Regions from separate parts of the Mus musculus genome. Here region 1 is linked to region 2. Evidence: chromatin contacts called from public promoter capture Hi-C data. All regions are on one chromosome and are shown on one strand. The core of a region is the stretch at or near the end of the contact, and the rest is flanking DNA. Distances in the headings are between cores, read along the strand shown.

The links. Promoter capture Hi-C pulls out the DNA fragments that hold promoters and counts their contacts.
Region 1: a contact with region 2 is called in a promoter capture Hi-C map of embryonic stem cells, with 3 times the contacts expected there. The contact joins the enhancer-like site here to the promoter of Ikzf4 in region 2. A contact is called at or near these places in 8 of 39 promoter capture datasets (the C10 cell line, cranial neural crest, embryonic stem cells and 3 more) and 1 of 115 datasets of contacts at active chromatin or transcription factors (effector CD8 T cells).

What each region holds. Positions count from the first base shown.
Region 1 is chr10:128,876,431-128,881,675 of GRCm38.p6, forward strand. Sarnp (SAP domain containing ribonucleoprotein) reads left to right here. Exons shown (of 11, transcript NM_025364.3): 11 at 903-1,208. The coding sequence ends at 944. Gdf11 (growth differentiation factor 11) reads right to left here. Exons shown (of 3, transcript NM_010272.2): 3 at 4,094-5,245. Among named protein-coding and RNA genes, the nearest start is that of Gdf11, 13 kb to the right of the region's middle. Within about 2 kb of position 2,066, at least 12 of the 459 cell types and tissues checked have an H3K27ac peak or open chromatin away from gene starts, as enhancers often do.
Region 2 is chr10:128,643,744-128,648,353 of GRCm38.p6, forward strand. It overlaps Ikzf4 (IKAROS family zinc finger 4), which reads right to left and starts at 2,250. Exons shown (of 8, transcript NM_011772.3): 1 at 1,978-2,250; 2 at 132-225. The coding sequence starts at 2,064. Gm26876 (predicted gene, 26876) reads left to right here and starts at 2,141. Exons shown (of 2, transcript NR_152728.1): 1 at 2,141-2,177; 2 at 3,719-4,610.

The DNA.
Region 1 (5,245 bases), core at 816-3,315, 230 kb after region 2:
TTTCTCTATAGCCTTGGCTGTCCTGGAACTCACTCTGTAGACCAGGCTGGCCTCGAACTCAGAAATCCACCTGTCTCTGCCTCCCAAGTGCTGGGATTAATGGCGTGCACCACCACTGCCTGGCCCAATACTCCCTTCTTTAAGAGATCCTTTCATAATACATAACTTCTGAGCCTCATTGTAATCACCTACTAGTGGTGTTCCCATGTGACCATGGCAATTGAGTAGGTATCTAAAAGTAATTAGAGTATCAGTTGTGTTTAGAGGCATATATAGCACTACATGGGAGCTGCTAAATAATAAATGAATACCTGAGGGAATTCAGACATGAGGGAGAAGTCTTAATGAGAGGAAAGAGAGAGATCCACACCCTTCCTCTTCCAACTTATTCTCTTGGCATTGAAGTGTTAGTCTCTCTGTGGATGGTATTGTTTAACTCTTTGTCCTCTGAAATCTCCCATCTTCCTACTGATTGTAAAGAACTCTACATTTTTCTGCTACACTTTTCTTCACCCTTTCTTCACTCCCTTAACATGCTTTCCCCCTCACCCTTTGTGTGTTTAACTTCATGCTATATGTGTGAGTGTGCTTAACCTTATGTATGTGTGAGTGTGCTTAACCTTATGTATATGTGTGAGTGTATTTAACCTTATGTATATTGTGTGTGTTTAACTTTATATATATGTGTGGGTGGCTGTGGCTCCCTTGTCTCTCACCTTTTTCACTAAGCCTCCCCAGTTCTGACCAGATAACTTGAGGGATTCTGGAATAAAGTCTCTGTCTTGAAGACAGGGGTTATCTCTTCTTGGGCCTTTTGACAGTTAATGTGAGTTTGGTTTAAAAGATGCCCGAATCTGCTATTATCTTGCAATCTAATTTTTTTTTCTTGCTTTTTGTTACAGGCAAAGAAAAGAAAAAGAGCAGAGCGTTTTGGAATTGCATAATGAAAAGTTCGTGCTTTCTGCACCATAGTGTTTTCCATTTCTCAAATTTTTCTTGGTTTTATATATACATACACACCCCTACCTACCTACCTATCTACATACACAGTCATGTGCCTCACAGTGAGGAAGCATGTACGTTTGGTACATCCTTGAATTCAGTAGCAGTTTTATTTAACTGCTCTTCTGCGTTTAAGATTGTTGTGGTTTTTGTTTTTAATTATTTTTGCTTATTAATAAAAAAGGAAGAAAAGAAAATGTGTTTTATTAGGTGTTCCTTTTAAGTTTCTAGAGACTGATTAGACCACATAGAGGGAGTGTCAATGGCAAATATTAAGGGGACTAACTGTAATGCCTATATCATGTAGAAAAAGAAGATAAAGAAGAGGATTGCGCCTTTAATCCCAGCACTCGGGAGGCAGAGGCAGGCGGATTTCTGAGTTCGAGGCCAGCCTGGTCTACAAAGTTAGTGCCAGGACAGCCAGGGCTACACAGAGAAACCCTGTCTTGAAAAACCAAAAAAAAAAAAAAAAAAAAAAAAGAAGAGGATTGGGTCTACCATCTAAGCCTATTTATTATCTTCTTCATACTCACAGATATGCTTTTATTTTATCCTTCATAAATGAGGCCAAGTCACCCCAAGTCTTTGCTTGGGTTGAAACAGCCCATTCTGAAGGAGAAAAGCCTTGGAGATTTTAGGAAATGTAAAGGATAAAATGTGGGGCTAATGACTGACTGCCTTCTACTTTGAATGAAGCCTAACTATATAAAGCAGAACATGGCCCTATCTTTTGTAGCAGAAGTCACTGTGTGGGACCTAGCTCAAGAAGGTAAATGGGCTGGCCACTCCTCAGGTCGAAGGATAGAAATCCAAGGCATGGCTGGGTATCAGAGATGTTAGGCATTGTTGGGACAGAAGTGGAACAAGATGCTGTGTGTGTGTGTGTGTGTGTGTGTGTGTGTGTGTGTGTGTGTGTCCATCTCAGTACTGGGGATCAAGCACAGGGCTTATACAGCACAGTAGTCCCAACCTTGCTTCCACTTTGTAGTCAAGTTCTGTGCTAGTGTGTCCTCAACTCTTACAGTTAGAGTGGTGGCATAACAGTTTTGGATAAGGTTCAATTTCCATACTGAGTCACCTCCTTAGGAAAGGTTTGGCTGTCTGAGCAGATTGCTTGTTCTCTGTGTAGATATGAAATATGCCACTTGGCCTTTTTGATGTGTTAATATAAGTTCTTTCCCACATACTTTCCTTTTATTTTTCTCTCCACAGTTTTTTGTTTTGTTTTGTTTTGTTTTGTTTGAGAGAAAGAGGTTTCACCGTAGCCTGTCTTGGGACACGCTGTATAGGCCAGGAGACCTTGAGTCTAATCAGCCTTCTTAGCCTTCTTAGAGCTGTGATTACAGACAAGCACCACCACAACTGCCTTGGCTTTCTCGTTTCAATCTATGTTTTAGTGTTAATAAATGCTTCCTCTGGGAGATCTCATCATGAAAGTTCCCTGATTTGAAAACTTGGAGCTGGACATTGGTAGTGCACTGGTAGAACCTTTATTACAACCACTAGGGAGGCAAGGCAGGCAGATCTCCGAGTTCAAGGTTAGCCTGATCTACAGAGTGAGTTCCATGACAGCCAGGGCACAGCTGTAATCACTGCACTCATGGGACACAGGCAGTTTCAAGGCCGGCCAGCTGCTACATATTCTCTGACTCATAAGAAAGGTGAAAACCTAAGTTTAGACACTTTAGGAAAACTTCTATGGAGAATAGATGAAAGCTTGCCCACTTATTGTGAAATTTGTCTCCTCTGAGACTTTGGAAAAACTTAATAGAAAAAGTTCATTAAAGTTTTGTCACCTCAGCCAAATGTTTAATTGGAGTGACTTTCTTCCCATCAGTCTGTGAGCCCCCTAACCCCCTTTTTTACATAAGACTATAACTTCCTCTCTATAGTGTCTTCATCTGAAAACAACCATAGAAAATTGCTGTTTTGTTTCAGGAGACCGTGTATAGATTCAGAAGAATTTATATCCTAGGATGGCTGTCCATAACTAAATATTGATGGAACAAAGTAGATACTAATAATAGAATTTAGCTGTGGGGTCCCTTAATGTGGTCTTTTTTGCTTGTTCTGAGACAGGGTTTCTCTATGTAGCCCTGGCTGTCTTGGAACTCCTTATGTAGACCAAGCTGGCCTTGAACTCATAGACACACTTGCCTCTGCCTCCTGAGTGCTGGGATTCCGTGTAATCTTTATCTCTTTGTCCTCCATAACCTTGCAGAAACATACTCAACTCAAGCTAGGATTCTCTGTGTACTCCCCAACCCCTCATTTTGAGACAGTGTTTCATCTATAAACAGGGCTGGTTTTGACTTCACTGCATTTTTCAGCATCAGCCTCCCAAGTACTAGGATTATTAAAGTAATGTAATGACTGCTGCGCCTGGCCAAGGGAGGTGTGTGTGTGGGTAGCATGTTAAGGCTGGAGGACACATCAGATTTCTTCTTGAGTACCATTTATTTATTGAGTTAGAGTCTGGAGCTCATTGATTAGCTAAAGTGGCTAGCTAATAATTTCCACTGATCCACCTGTCTCTTACTCCCAGATCTGGAGTTAACAGACAAATGCTACTGGACCTGGCTTTTTATGTAGAAGCCAGGAGTCTACACTCAGGTTCTTTCTGTAGTTGAGCAGTAGGCATCTACGGACTAATCCATCTCTTTAGAGCCTCTTTTAAGGAATAATCATTGTCTTTGCTTATTTTCTTTATCTCTTTCTTTTTTTTTTGATTTTCAAGACAGGGTTTCTCTGTGTAGCCCTGGCTGTCCTGGAACTCACTTTGTAGACCAGGCTGGTCTTTAACTCAGAAATCCACCTGCCTCTGCCTCCCCAGTGCTGGGATTAAAGGCGTGCGCCACCACGCCCGTCTTATCCAACTCTTTCAAAACAAAACAACAAGGTCTGATTTTGTTTCCCTGGCCTGCCTCAAACTCAGATCCACTTGCATGTGTCTGTTGGTGAGATTAAAGGTGTGGACCACTGCACTTAGATTTTCCCAAATGAGTTATGATGGTGCTTTTCAAATGTGTAGGGGTCTTCTTTTCTTTCTCCTCTCCCTCTCCCTCTCCCTCTCCCTCTCCTCTCCTCTCCCTCTCCCTCTCCCTCTCCTCTCTCTCCTTTCTCTTCTTTTAATAGCCCTTTGTTCCATCTTTCCAGTTGTTCATATATTGGTCAGAAGTTCTTCTAACTCCTACTGAGCCCTCTTCTGTCTCATTGTAGTCACTCCTCAGCAGTGTGAACAGCTTAGAAGATCTACATGTTTTCATTTTGTTTGACTTCTCTCTCTGGGACCCAGGTACCAAGATGCCCCTCTTTACCACCCAGTCTGTAAGCTGCAGCTGGAACTATACTCCTCAGCTGTAAATCTCCTTTTTATGGTTTTTCTAGGACTAATTTTTTTTCCTGTCATCACCCTAAAGTGCTTGTTTGCTCTGCCAGCTTGAGTCTTTGAGACTTGTTGTCAGACATGAAATAAGGAGGAGGGAATTTGGATAGTTGAGACAGGATAGCTTTTTTCTAAACCATTTTATATGAGGCCTCTGACAGACAATGGCACTTGTTTTCTGATTGTTAATCCCTTCAAAATTAAACTTTTTTTTTTAAACAATTTCTCTTCCTGAGGCAAGGTCTCTTTGTAGCCCAGGCTGGCCTCAAATGTAGCTGAGGATGGCCTTAAATTTCTGGATTTTGTTTCTGCCACCCTCGTGCTGGGATTACAGGCCCGTGACAGCATGCCTGGTTTTTGGTGGTGGGCAGAAATTCCATGTATGCTAGGCAAGTACTCTTACCAGTTCTGCTACGTCCACATCCCTAACCTCTATCTTGTTCTTCTCTTCAAAGACATTGGAAAAGGTTCCATACTATACCAGCCCTTTGAATCCAAGTTGCTTCTCAACTTTCTCACTTTCCGTGGTATAAATTCAGTTTTCTACATTTATCTTTTAACAACAGATTACATTAGATTAAAACATAATATTGTATGATAGCTATTTAGGTTTGATTCCTTGTTCTACCTAACAACCTCTGAATTCTCACTGGACAAATTACTTGATTGCTCTGTGGCTTTCTAGACTCTATCAGTAGTAACCCTATTGCTATGAAAACTGAGTGGCACATCACAGCACACATCCCTATGTAGTTCTCATAGTCTTTTTGTGGCTTCGATTGAGGTCGAGGATAAGTGGGGACATCCCTCCAACATACTCTGGCAAATAGGTTCTAGCCTGAGGATGGGGGTGGGGTG
Region 2 (4,610 bases), core at 1,000-3,499:
GCATGGGTATATGCGCAAAGGCCTAAACATGGAAGAGAGAGAGAGAAAGAGAGAGAGAGACCCTAAAATTCATCCCTAAAGTTCGCCTAGGTTAGTATTTTACCCACTTTCCCAGCTATGCACATACTTACTTTCACAAAATAAAGATTCCATTATAAAATGGTTGGAGTCCTGGGCCTGAGGCAAGAAATCCGGAGCACACCCTCCTGAGAGCTCCCTCTCCAGCTTTGGTCAGTGGGAAGAAAACAACCACTCAGGACTTGGGGACCATTTCCCATCGCAACCTCTCCTAAAGTCCCGTTCCCCACTCTATCCCTCGGAAGCCCGAGGAACCCTGTTCTCCGGCTATAGAAAAAGCCTTATGGCTTGAATCTGATTTTCCCCTGCTGAGGCTCCTTAGGCGAGCAACGGTTTTCTTAAGAAGTTGCCTTAAGACAGCACCAGACACAAACCATGATGTGAGCGGCTCAGGACCATTAAGACTTGTAGATTCAGGTCCGGTTTTAACACGTGCCCTTTCAACTGAGTTTACTGAGGCTAGATAGGTCAAAAAAGGTTAAGTAAACTCAAAATCCTCCTGCCTCAGCCTTTGGAGTACTGGGATTGCGTGCATGTACCACACCCAGTTTCTTGTTCTTTTCAAAGGTTAGTGCTGACCTACTACAAAGCACCCAGTATTAGTAAGAAGGGACCTGCTGATTCTAAAATGAGTGAATTTCTTGGAAATCCATATCTGGCCCAGTCTCCTGGAGCTGAGGCTGTCTCTACGACTAGGAGCTAGCTTTCTGGGAGACAATATTCTTAAAGGGAAGCTCAGGGACACTGAGGGAAAAGCATTCTTTGTGGCTCTCCCAATGAAGGGCTGGAAACAGGAGAGAAAGGCAGGTGCCTCAAGGCGCACCAGTAACTCCAGAGGCTCTTTGATGCTGCTGTCATCCCTAGGATAAAGGCAAGAGGGAAAACACACTCAAGTCTACTTTCATGGCACTAAAATCTAAGAAGGAATCTCTGTCAAAGGCCAGAGGGTCTTTGTGAGGCTCCAGAGACTTAGACTTCTAGCCTGAGGCTGACGGGGACAAAGTCAGATTTGGGAAACTCATTCGTTTCCCCTCTCAGCCTCGGAAACCCCAGTGAGGGAATTTCAAATGCCTGGGACTTCCAAGAAATCTCAGACTGTCAAAGCCAAGAATTAAGGCTGCTCTCAGGTATCAGAGACATTTTCTTGGTCAAAGCCATCGTAGATTGGCTGAACCTTCTGGGAGCAAAGCTAAATCGTGAGGTCCACAGCAAAGCAACTAGGAGGTGGAGAAAGGGCAGAAAGGCGGGGAAGGGATGGGGAGCAGTCCCACTAAGCTGAGCGGTCTCACACACCGAAAGAGACCGGCCCTCTCCTGGATCCCTTGAGTGGTTGCCTCTGGGGAATAGCCTGGAGCTCTGCAAGCCGCTGCACTTCTCTGAAAGGGATATCTTTCTCCAGCTTTCTCTTCTTGACCATGGGCTCCAGGTGGCAGGATGCTAGCCTGCTATCAGGGACCAGTCAGTGCACGAGCAAAGAAAGACTGCCACCCCCGGCTCTTCTCTATTGTGGGCAGGAGGCTGAGGCCCCTCACATGTCGGTTCCAGGCTGAAGCATCTGCCGTCAAAGCTCTTCTTCCCATCTCAGGTCTTTCTACTCTCCATTCCCACCCAGGCCTGTTTCGGTATTCCACCCCTGGCTGCTCTACCTCTGTCCCCAAGGCCTAATCAAGATGTCACCACAAGCTCCCACTGTCCAAGTCACGGTCTTCGCTTAGCAACACCAAGCACCCTTTCCCATCCTCCCCAAGTGTAAGGAGGAACGCCCCCTCCCCCCCCCCGCTATACACACAGCCCCCGTCCTCTCCCTCTCCTCAGGCTTGGGAGTTGTTACTGAATTGGTTCCCTAGCCCCATCACCCCCCTACCCCCCCTCCGCTAGCCGCCTTCTGCCTGAACTTACATTATCCTTCCCTTGCCGGTGAGACCCTGGGGTGCGAACGCGGCCGCCGCCTTGGAAACGGCGAGGGAGTGCGGGTGGTGTGTGCATGTCTGCGTCTCGGTGGCAGGCAGGGGTGAGCCCAGCCACTCACCTTCCAGGAAGCGTGGATTCCTGGAAGTGAGGGGAACCGCCGTCATTTCGCAGGCAGTGGCAGCCGCACGGTGAGCAGGGGCCCACGGCTGCAGCCGGCAGAACCGCTCAGCCCAGGGTGTATGTGCTGAGAGCCTCGTGTGTATGTGTGTGTGTGTGTGTGTGTGTGTGTGTGTGTGTGTGTGTGAGAGAGAGAGAGAGAGAGAGAGAGAGGGAGAGAGAGGGAGAGAGAGGGAGAGAGAGGGAGAGAGAGGGAGAGAGAGACAGGAGAGAGAGAGAGAGAGAGAGAGAGAGAGAGAGAGAGAGAGAGAGAGAGAGGGAGGGAGGGAGGCGTGGATGCGCTTGGGGAGGGGGCAGGAGAAAACGTACCAGTGTGTGTGTGTGTGTGTGTGTGTGTGTGTGTGCGCGCGCGCGCGCTAGGCTACAGCATCCCTTTTCCAAGACAGTGGAGAGGTGGGAATGGGGGTGCACAGGGAGTGGGGGTGCAGAGGGAGGGTAGGCAGATGTGTTTGCCCTCCTGCCCAACAGACAAAGAGGAGCTACAAAACAAATGCTTGAGAGGGGGGCAAGTGTATGTGTGTGTGGTGTGTGTGTGTGTGTGTGTGTGTGTGTGAGAGAGAGAGAGAGAGAGAGAGAGAGAGAGAGAGAGAGAGAGGAGAGCCGCAGGCTTGTGGGGAGGAGGAAGGGGGTGTCCCAGGGAAGGCCCAATCCTCTGCCAGCTAGGGAAGCCAAGGCCCCACAGGTCATGGGGCCCGGGACACAGGGGCAGCCTCCAGGATCTAGAAGTGGCAGAAGGCTCCTCCCCTAGCAAACTCAGGCTCCTTTCCATCTGCCTCTCCTTCTGACAATCCCCCTTCCCATCACTGACTAGTGGAGATCTGGGACCCTGAGCTTTTTCTAATCCCTGGTTGGGTCTCCCTGTCTTCCCTCTCTCCCGTGCCTCTGGGGCTCTGGCTTCAGGAGTCCTGGATGAATCCTGTCCTCTATCAGGAGAAGGCTCTTGCTCGCTTTCCTTCCAGAGGAACTGTTCACTGCTGAGCTGACCTACTTTGGAAGACTGCATTTTCTGATTCCAAGAATTTGGGATGGGAGGGGCCATGAAACTTTGGGCTGCCAATCCTTGCACCTCTCTCTCCTCAGGTTCTCTTAAATGTTTCAGGGCACCAGGATAAGCTCTGCTCCATTTGATTTGAGCAACTCAGTTTCTGTTTTCAGTGTCTGTGGTGGGTAGGGTGGAAATCTGTGCTGTAAATTAGTGGACTCTCGTTTCCCCCATTTCTTCCCATGGGAATTATCTGTACTTTTAGAAAGGAAGTTGGGGGGCGTGTGCTTTCAGAATCAGGTTCTATGAGATGGTAACATCCCTTAGTAGAACGAGAGGCCTCCTCTCTTTATCAGGTGGCCAGTGGGGGAGGCGGTGACCTGAGAAAGGGCCAGTAAAAAACCAGACACTGGGGACAACTCTCTGCTTTCGGATCAGCCCAGGAGAGGGATGGAGGTCAAAAATGGGTTCTTACATGCCCTATTATATACCCTCTTGGCCATGTCTGGCCCTGAAGGGGGCATTCTTTAGACCTAATGTCAGTGCTGCCCTGACTTTGTCTTTTTGAAGGTAGCTGCTGACATCTGGAGTTCTCAAAATACACAGGAGTGGTTTGAGTTTCTTATTCGGAGACTGTGCTGGGTCCACTTCGCATCAGGCCAGGCCTGCTTAAGCTTGGTTTCATAGCACAGTGAAGCCTCAGATATTGCCTGCTCGCGTCCAACATACTCCCGAGACACGACTGAGAAGAGCCCACGGCACATCTCCCTAGCCGCCTTCATGGCTTCTCGCTTGCCTTCCTTAGGGCAGGGATTGGATTCTATCCATCTGACAGTAACCACCCAGCACTAACAACTGGGTCCTTGGTGTTCTTGTTGCTCAACAGTGAATAAACCTGACTGAACTGGAGGTGGGAGAGTTGGCTGGTTCCTCAGAAGGGCCTCTTTCAGTTAAAACAGCCCACCTGAACTATGTCATTCTGTCCAGTATGAACTGTGTCACTCTGTGGCAGACACGACACACCTGTACCTGAGCCAGTTCCTTCAGTGTCGGTATCTTTCTGTGAGTTACCAGAGGATGAGGGTGATTCTCACGTGTGTCTGACTGATTTTACCCTCTCCATCTGTACATGTCAATAATTCCTTTGTTGGCTCCACTTTAGAGTAAACAAAATAACTCATAGTCCATTTTCACAATGGCACTCTGGCTTGCTCTACTGAGACAGACTCTTCACATTCTGTGTCAACCAGCCTTGAATTCATAATCTTCCTGCTTCTACCTCCTTGCTGTTGAGATTACAGCCATCATAATCTTTACTGTACTTTGTTGTTGTTTTGAGACAAGGTCTTGTGATATATCCTTGGCTGGCCTAGAACTACCTATGTAGATCAGGCTGGCCTAGAACTGCTTATGTAGATCAGGCTGGCCTTGAACAATACATAGAGATCTGCTTGCTTCTGCA